Linked DNA regions of Mus musculus: region 1 is linked to region 2. Evidence: chromatin contacts called from public promoter capture Hi-C data. All regions are on one chromosome and are shown on one strand. The core of a region is the stretch at or near the end of the contact, and the rest is flanking DNA. Distances in the headings are between cores, read along the strand shown. Region 1 holds the start of Dkc1 (dyskeratosis congenita 1, dyskerin). Region 2 holds the start of Haus7 (HAUS augmin-like complex, subunit 7).

Region 1 (4,617 bases), core at 235-2,734, 1.6 Mb before region 2:
ATTGAGCCACTTTAGATTCTGGTTTGATAAGAAATTCTTCAGCATGTTGTATTTCCTTCAATAGAGCAGAAACATTTCTCAGCTTAATTTTGGAAGTGCATGCCTTTTAAACAAGAGGAAAGGAGGGGTGTGATTTCTGAAACCCAGGTCACTCAACTTTAGGAAGATCAAGTTGAATCCAAATATTTTAACAAAACCATGGGTCTGCTGATGGAGTAAGGCAGAGAAATTCAGGGTCAATAGCTCACCATTTAGCATGCCATGCATGTTAGAAAATTTCTCTGGGAGTTGTATGATTTCAGGTTTTTGCCCGTTCTACATAATGACCACTAAGTACTAGCATATTGATTGAGAATATTTAAAAGCACTTTCCCCCTTTAATGTGCTGTTTACTAAATTATCTCAATCAGTCGAAGCAAAGTAAATTTCTACTCACGGCAACATCATCTTCTTGTAATGGCTTCCGGTCTTTTTTCTTCTTATGCTTCTTTGGGAATGTAATTACTACAAGAAACAAACTCAATATTTGAAGATTTTGAAAACTAAAACCAAAGTTTAAAATTAACTCTAAAATCGGGACAAAGAAAACATTTTAAAGTCTGACATTACTGGAGAGAACTTACGTTTGTGAGGCCAAACACTAGGATGGCTTGGCTGGTAAATGACTCTAGCACGTGTTGGCTTCCCTTCGGGTTCTCCACGTGGCTGTGGCAAGGCCAAATATTACTTAGGGAAGCACTTGTCCACAGGCTGGAAAGTTTCACAAACGAACACTGCACTGTCCATAGGGGCTTGTGATCTCTTAAAGTTTTTCTTGTAGGTCTGAGTTACACTTGCTTCCAACTCCTCTGTTCCTTTCCTTCCTAACCCTTGCTCTGCACCTTTGCTACCCTCATTTCCATAATGTCCTGCCTAGTGCCAGCAGAAATGCTACCGCGTCTCCTTATCACGACACAGTCGCCTCCACGGCTGATGCCTTTGGGAGGGGACCCTGGTAGAATCTTTTGCACGAAGCCAGGATCTAATGAAGCCTAGTCACTGGTCACGAATGCGTGCATTCACAGGTAGAGCCAGAGCCGAGTGGTGAGACAGCCAAACTGCGAGCGGGAACACGGGGAACCGCGGGTCACGATGCAATCTCACTATAACTAGCTCCGGGTCGTGTAGGAGGCCCCACAGGTCTCATGGCACTGCCACCAGAACCTCTTACCTTCTGCATCCGCCATCTTGAACTGCACCGCGTGCGTCCCGCCCAAGCCGCCACAAACTAAGAACTGTAGACTCCTATGGTGTGAGACCCGTCCGGGCACGTCATTAGGACCCGCCCACCGTTGCACCGCCCCTAGCTTGCTGATATAAAAAAGGGACGTAGAGAAGAGGAGGAGGAGGAGGAGGACAGGACGGGGTACGGGGGCAGGAATCTCTACGAACCCGCGGACTGTCTACTCAATCCCATTGGCTGATTCGGCCACGGAGGTGTGACCGCACATGCGCCTGGAAGCTCCCCCTCACTCCTCCCCACCCCAACCCCACACTGCCAACCCTTGGCAGAGCGCCTTGGAACCTTGGCCAGGCTTCTGCAGTAACAGACTACAGCGGGTGGGCTGTACTGTACCCTCCTCCAGTCTAGCTTCAGCTTCAGCACTTGGACATCCTTCTTAGCGCGCTATAAATAGCTGGTTTTAACTCAAACAGACATTTTTTTGCTTGCTATCATGTCAGTTTCAATTGAAAAAGACATTGAGGTACACAGTGTCAAAGTGAAAGCTGTTTACTCCTTGAAATTCCTATTAAGTTATGGCTGTATTGGCCAATAGGAATTGAGTGCAAGCCTCGTGTAAACTTTTAAATTTTCTAGCAGCTACATCAAACTAAAAAGGTTGAAAGTGATTCTGGTAGTTAATTTTACATAACCCTGCGGATCTGGCATGTTATTTTAATACGGAAGCAATATGCAGCAGTGTGTAATGTTTTGCTTTTTTCTGTATGAAGTTTTTTTCCAGTGTGTTTCACACTTAACCTGTACACTTAAGTTCGAATTCCACAGCCTGGACATCAAGTGCAGAGCTCTAGTGGCTGAGATAATGTAACAGCCAGAAAGTAACAGCTCTAGGATTGAGCCCTGACTTTTGTCGGGTAGAGTCTTCTGGCTGTTAATCCGAGCTACTGCCTTTGAGATAAGATCTCTGGAATATCCTCCTTCACCCTGTTTCCTATTCTACCTCTGTAGATTCTTTTGGCTTTCTGGATTCATAACCCATATCTAGTGAATTTGATAGATCATTAGTTATCTTCATTGTAGATGGAATCATTTGCCAATAGTTTTCCAGTTAGTTGTTGCTGACAAAAAAAAAAAAAATAGTATTCTTTTTCTTCTGATCTACAATGCTAAAATCAGATTTTTTCAGTTTTTTTTTCTGTTTTTTTTTTCTTTTTTACTATGACTTACAATGGGTTTTTATGTCTTTATGGAATTCATTTTGCTAATAGTGGTAATGATCAGAATTGACTATTAACAGATAAGACCCTTAGAATTAAATGTTATTTTATAATGCTCCAGTGATAATTAATAGGGTGAGTAAATCTGAAGTACTCATTTGCCATTTGTCCAGTGCCTTCATCTTTGTCCTGTATCTCTATGCTCAAATCTTTTTGGAGAGATTTTGCTTTCGGAGAGTTCCAGAACCCGTGGATTTTTCTTCACTCTTACTTCTCTAACCATCATTATAATGTCTCTATTTCTCCAGTAGCTTCCTGAAGTCCCAACTTTTTCTACTTTCCCTAGATTGTCTTAATAAGCAGCCTGAAAGTATCATTAAACTTAGGTCCTGTTTATGCTTAAAATACTTTTTAAGGGTTGATGATAAGGTTCAACAGTGAAGTGTGAGTGAGTGAGTGAGTGAGTGAGTGAGTGAGTGATGGATGAGAGCAAAGAAAGAAAAGTTCATTCCCCTCAGACAGATTTTCTTAAGCCAAGAGTTAACCTCTGCTTTGCCCCAGGACACAATTTAAAAACCTAGAAGCTGCAGGAGAAAAAAAAATGTGTTTGAAAACAATCTTAAGAGTTTGTAAATGTGTGTCTCTGCACAGGAAAACAAAAAATCCAGTCTCTTCTCAAAGATTAGGGATTTAAGTCTCTGAAGTTTCCCTCTCCTAATTTAGGGTTGGTCAGTTTGAAGAAAGATAGAGTGGTTGATTAGCCTACTGTTTTGTAGCAAGCCCTGAACCAGCCTTGAATTTGTTGAGCTAGTTCACCAGCAGGGTCTCACAGGTGGAAGACAAAGGCTTACAGGGCTTTTGTTTTATACTGCTAGGCCTTTGTCTCAAATCAGGAGTGTGAGGAAGAAAACAAGCCATCTTGGAAATTTAACACTTTTGTTGCTAGTCATGGACCCTCATCCTATCTGTGTGCCAAGAAAAGTATCTTAACACCTGATGCTCTCTAGTTTCATCAATTTTCCTGCTAATGGCTCAATTCCATTTCATCCTTCCTTAAGGCTGAATAAAATTCTACTATATATATATATATATATATATATACATATATATATATAATCCCATATATATGGGATTAAAGGCATGTGTCACCACTGCCCAGCAATAAGCATTGATTTAAGAAAGTGTTTTAGCCTAGTTTAGTGATGAATGCCTTTAATCCAAAAGGCAGGCAGAGCTTGAGTTCAAGGCCAGACTGGTCTATAGAGCTAGTTCCAGGACAGCCAGGACTACATACAAAAATCCTGATTTGAGCGGGGCGTGGTGGCACACCCCTTTAATCCCAGCACTCGGGAGGCAGAGGCAGGCGGATTTCTGAGTTCAAGGCCAGCCTGGTCTACAAAGTGAGTTCCAGGACAGCCAGGGCTATACAGAGAAACCCTTTCTCGAAAAAAAACAAAAACCAAACAAACAAAAAAACCCAAAACCAAAAACAACAACAACAAAAAACAAACAAAAAAAGAAAACAAAACAAACTAAAACAAAAAGTATGTGTTTTGTTAGTATATTGTACTGGCTAGTACATTGTTTTATGTGTCAACTTGACACAAGCTGGAATTATCACAGAGAAAGGAGCCTCCCTTGAGGAAATGCCTCCATGAGATCCTGCTGTAAGGCATTTTCTCAATTAGTGATCAAGGGTGGGAGGACCAATTGTGGGTGGTGCCATCCCTGGGTTAGTAGTCTTTGGTTCTATAAGAAAGCAAGCTGAGCAGGCCAGTAACATCCCTCCATGGTTTCTGCATCAGCTCCTGCTTCCTGCCCTGCTTGAGTTCCAGTCCTGACTTCCTTTGGTGATGAACAGCAACATGGAAGTGTAAGCTGAATAAACCCTTTCCTCCCCAACTTGCTTTTTGGTCATGATGTCTGTGCAGGAATAGAAACTCTGACTAAGACATATATACTTTTAGATTTTGATTCCAGACTATATTTCTATACACTATTTTCACCACAATCTGGCCAGTTTCCAAAACAATATTCCCACAGTTATTTGAGAAATCATCACTGAACTTGGATGACTCCTTCTGGTACTAAATCATTTACTAGCTAGAGATGTTATCATGTATCATCACTTACTGATGCGGCAATTTCTTTTTGCTGTTAGACAAACTTCGCAGAATG
Region 2 (4,426 bases), core at 1,358-3,857:
TCCTCATATAAGACACAAACATCTTGAGTGCTGCGCAGGTGTACCAGGATACAGGTGAATCCAATTTGGTGGAGATTTGCCCCTGCTGCCCTGATTAGCTGAAGCCTCACGACTGGCGAGGGGGCGTGGCCTGCGGTGCGTGGATGAGAGAGAGTATAAAAGGAGTGAGAGGCCCAGGGTTCGGGGGAGATATAAAAACAGGGGAGATATAAAAACAAGGGAGATATAAAAACAAGGGAGATATAAACAAGGGAGATATAAACAAGAAGAATCAGGACTGAATAAACGTGTGCAGAAGGATCCTGTAGCAGCGTCGTTCTTCCTGGCCAGTTGAGCGCGCGCAACAATCTACATGTCCGCCCTAGTCTCCAGCGGAGGTGCCATGACTGAATAGGAAGGTAGGCTCCCTCCTGCTGCTGTGGCCTCCTCGGTTTCTGTGGATGGACTCTGCTTCTCTAGGCCCAACCTGGAGCTGAGGAGAAAGTTGCTGAGTTGGGGAAAGACCTGCTCAGTGCTTTGGCTCCCTGGGACTGGGTGGAGAAGGAGGATTTTCTTCCAGAATACACAGGGGTTGGTTTCTTTTCCGTTCCTCAGGAGCAGATTCTGGAGCAGAGGCTACGGGAAGGGTGGAGGGAGGCAGCCACACTACAGCGGTTTCTCCCGCCAAATTCCCCAGTCCTAGGAAAGATCCACAGGAAAAACCCACAAGAATTTGAATGTCTGGGTCATGATTGAAATGAAATTTTCTTCTTTTTTTAAAGGAAGAAAAAACAAAAACAGAAAATGGCAGGAAAAAGTAAAACTTGACCAAACAGAAAGTAAAATGGAAAACAAGCAACCAAAAGCCCCTTCTCCCCTTGTATTCCAGAAAAGGTCCGAGGTCGCAGCAACCTTGTGGAGGATAGAAATACTAAATACTTTGCAAAGAATGGAGCCCCTGAACCAAGTTTCTAGGCCTTCCTCTACTCAGATTTTTTTCAGCTGAAATTGGGAGGCTCTGAAGAGCTTGATATTATAAGGAATTAGGCCCTGGCTCCTCAGCAGGGCCAGTCTGAGGGCCCTTTCCTGTTACCCCCAAGCTCTTGCCTACTCCCTCCTTCCAGGATTCCACTGAGAGACCTCTCCAGTTAGAGGACTTCAGTTGCCTGCTAGCAACAACTCTCCCTATGTGTGTGTGTGTGTGTGTGTGTGTGTGTGCGCGTTCCCACACATATATATGGGAAGAGTATGTGAGAGTATACAGGCCAAAGGTCATTGTTGGGTATCTTTTTCAGTTGTTCTCTACATTATTTTTAAATATTTATTTTTATGTGCATGCGTCTTTATTTGCATTTATGTCTATGCACCATATGCATGCTGTGTTCAAGGAGTTTAGAAGAGGGCTTTGGGTCTTCTGGAACAGGAGTTATAGCTGGTTGTGACCTGCCACATGGGTACTGGGAACTAAACCTGGGTCTTCTGCAAGAGCACCAGCCATTAAGATTTCTTAATGGCTGAGACATCTTACTTTTTGAAACAGGGCCTCTCACTGAATCTGAGATACAGAGTTTTTTTTTTTTTTTTTTGAGACAGGGTTTCTTGGGTTTCTCTGTGTAGCCCTGGCTGTCCTGGAACTCACTCTGTAGACCAGGCTGGTCTCAAACTCAGAAATCCGCCTGCCTCTGCCTCCCAAGTGCTGGGATTACAGGCGTGTGCCGCCACAACCGGCTACAGAGAGATTTTTAAGCGGACTGAGTGGGAATGAGACACAAGAGCATCCATGAAAGCCAAAGGTAGGATGGAGATGTGGGGCCTGGTCAGCATAATGATAACAATGAACATTTACCTGTCAGACTTCACCTTAGGAATTTCATAGAAATGATTGCTTCTTTTCATCTTCATTTGTAAACCAATGAAGTAGGTGCTCTCATTATCCAACATTTATTTGAGGGCAAGGAAGCACAGAGAGGTTAGGTAACTGGCCCAAAGTTTTCTGGGTGTGGTAATGCTTACCTGTTATCACAGTGCATTGAAGGCTGAGGCAGGAGGATCACAAGTTTGAAGTCAGTCTGGGCTACAAAGCCAAATCCTGGTTCAAAGTTCTCCAAACAAAACAGACCACACAAACCAAAACAAAAGTCACACAGCCTGTGATTGGCAGAGCCAGATTTGAATTTAAGAACTTTCCCTCTGACTTTGTGTGCAAAGGAGACAAGACAGAACTTTGGGCCGAGAAATGGTCTTAGTTTTTCTATCAAAGCTTGCCTTCATCAGTCAGGATCCATCTACTGCCAAAGAGAACCTGAACAAGGTAGGAGCGCCTCCTCCTGGATGAGCCCGACCTCTTTGAGTCCCTCACTTCTGCCTCTAAAAGGAGCTACTCAGCTTTTGGTTAAGTCCTACTCGGCCCGCCTCCTCCTCTCTGCCTCTCCCCTCCAGCCCCGCCTTTAGCCCGCCTCTGTCCTATCCTCGCCCAACCCTCTTCTCTGCACCCTGCTCCCTGAGGTGCGCGCAGGCAGTGACAGAGCGGCAGCCCAATGGGAAGGCTTGTTGGAAAAGAGGGTGGGCCTTTGTGACGCCCGTCCCGATGGTTGGCTTCGCTCCTGCCGCGCGGGTTGGTGGGCGGAGAGACCTAAGAAACTGGTGAGCTTTTAGCAGTGTGGCGGCGGCCTGTAAGCTTGGGGGGCGTGAACCAGTTGTAGTTCAGAGCGCGAAACATGGCGGAGGAGGGTGCCGGTGCCGGGTCTGATGACAGCTACTACAAAGATGTGGGTGATGACTGCGTGGTCAAGGCAGCTGTAGAGGTGTTCGAGAAGCTGAAGGTACTGTGAGCCAGGGGAACCGCTCCTTGATAGGGGACCAGGTGGGGCCCCGTCCCAGTGCCATTTGGAGCTTCCTGTGGACATTGACCGCACCACAGGGGTCCACAGTGGCAGGCCCTGGCAAAGCTTTGGGGGGGGGGGCGACTTGCGGACCATCTGTCTTAGGTCTTTGGAGTCCTCGGACCTCTGCTCGTGCTGTTCCAACAGACCATTGCAAGATTGAGGCTGGGGACTTGGAGCCCATGAAAAATGGAGAACGCGGGCCCCAATCTCAAAGAGCTGGAAGTGGGTGGAGTTGGGTTTGAGGGGACAGATGGGCTGAACACCTTGCCGTTTTGTTGGGTCAGAGACAGTGACCTCCAGGTGGGTTTAAGGTACATGCAGCAGTGAGGAGCATGACCGTGTAAAGTTAGGGAGCTATCCCAGGCCCATTGAACCCCTTGCTAACCTCCCTCCCATCTCCCCTTGCTACTGACTCAGTGATCACTTTCAGTCTCCCTCCACTGCCCCTCAGATTTAATCGTAGTCTTCTTAACCCATTCTCAGGCATGTTCCTAGTTTTATGGCCGTGAAACCCAGAGGGAACACACTTAAAAGTGGTGGGGCAGCAAGTCACAGGAGCAAATGTAGGGTGAAGATGAGGGACTTGAACTTTTGACAAGGCCAGGAAGGGGCACAAACTGATAGAAATGCTTAGCCACCCCACAGTAACCGGCTTCCTCTGACTTGCCTTTTCCTTGTTTAGGGTGTAAACTGCCCCTTCCTCGACGGCCTGTATATTACAGAACCAAAGACAATTATGGAGCTGCTGTGTAGGCCCTCAAAGTACCGGTTGGACATACTGGAATGGATGTGTATACGGTAATGCTCTTTGTTCTTTCCTTTCCATGAAGTGTCTTCTGGGGGAGATGGGAATGTGTCATTTTAGAGGGTCCCATAACCAAGCCAGCTCCAGGAAAGCTAACTGAGCCATGACCAAGATGGTGGGGAGGTGGCCCTGGCAGTACAAGATGGACTTTAATGAAAGCCCTTTCTGCACCAGGCCTCCTGGGCTTTTGATTGTGTTGAGGCTATATGATGTGGTTCTTGTCACTGAGCTCTGATTACTGTCAGCTTGGACAGCACCTGATGATCAGAGAGGGACGTTGCCCAGAAACCCAGTGACAGAAACGGGCCTTCTAGATTGTTTCCCTTCTTTTCTACCCCAACTTGCAAAGAACAGAGGTTTTTCTTAGTCCATCCTGAGGGCAGTGCTTCTAGGACAGCCTAGGCCTTTTCAGTGGAATGGAAGTTGTTGGAGTTTTTCCTTGCAGTTTTCTGTGGAACCAGTTCTGTCCAGCTAGGAGCTCTCAAGGCCAGATGCTTACTCGAGAGCCTCATTGTTGAGCTTATCTGTGTGCTTAACCCTGAAGGCCAGGGCTGCACAGCCAAGTCATCAGAGCTTCTTTTACTATAGGGGCCTTCTAGTGTCTTAAAATAGAGCTCAGCAAGGCATTTTATATGAAGGGACAGCTACTGTTCCAACTCAGTCTTGCCAGGGTAGCACAACAGCAGCATAGGCAGGCAGCATGTACAGGAATGAATGGGTGGTGTAGCAATAAACCTTCTTTAAAAATAAGACTGGG

The links. Promoter capture Hi-C pulls out the DNA fragments that hold promoters and counts their contacts.
Region 1: a promoter capture Hi-C map of pre-B cells shows a contact between it and region 2, with 2.4 times the contacts expected there. The contact joins the promoter of Dkc1 here to the promoter of Haus7 in region 2. A contact is called at or near these places in 2 of 39 promoter capture datasets (erythroid cells and pre-B cells) and 2 of 9 other capture datasets (adipose tissue and liver).

Annotation. Positions count from the first base shown.
Region 1 is chrX:75,092,721-75,097,337 of GRCm38.p6, reverse strand. It overlaps Dkc1 (dyskeratosis congenita 1, dyskerin), which reads right to left and starts at 1,484. Exons shown (of 15, transcript NM_001030307.2): 1 at 1,211-1,484; 2 at 437-504; 3 at 1-55. The coding sequence starts at 1,226.
Region 2 is chrX:73,457,210-73,461,635 of GRCm38.p6, reverse strand. It overlaps Haus7 (HAUS augmin-like complex, subunit 7), which reads left to right and starts at 2,607. Exons shown (of 10, transcript NM_028633.3): 1 at 2,607-2,801; 2 at 3,547-3,662. The coding sequence starts at 2,697.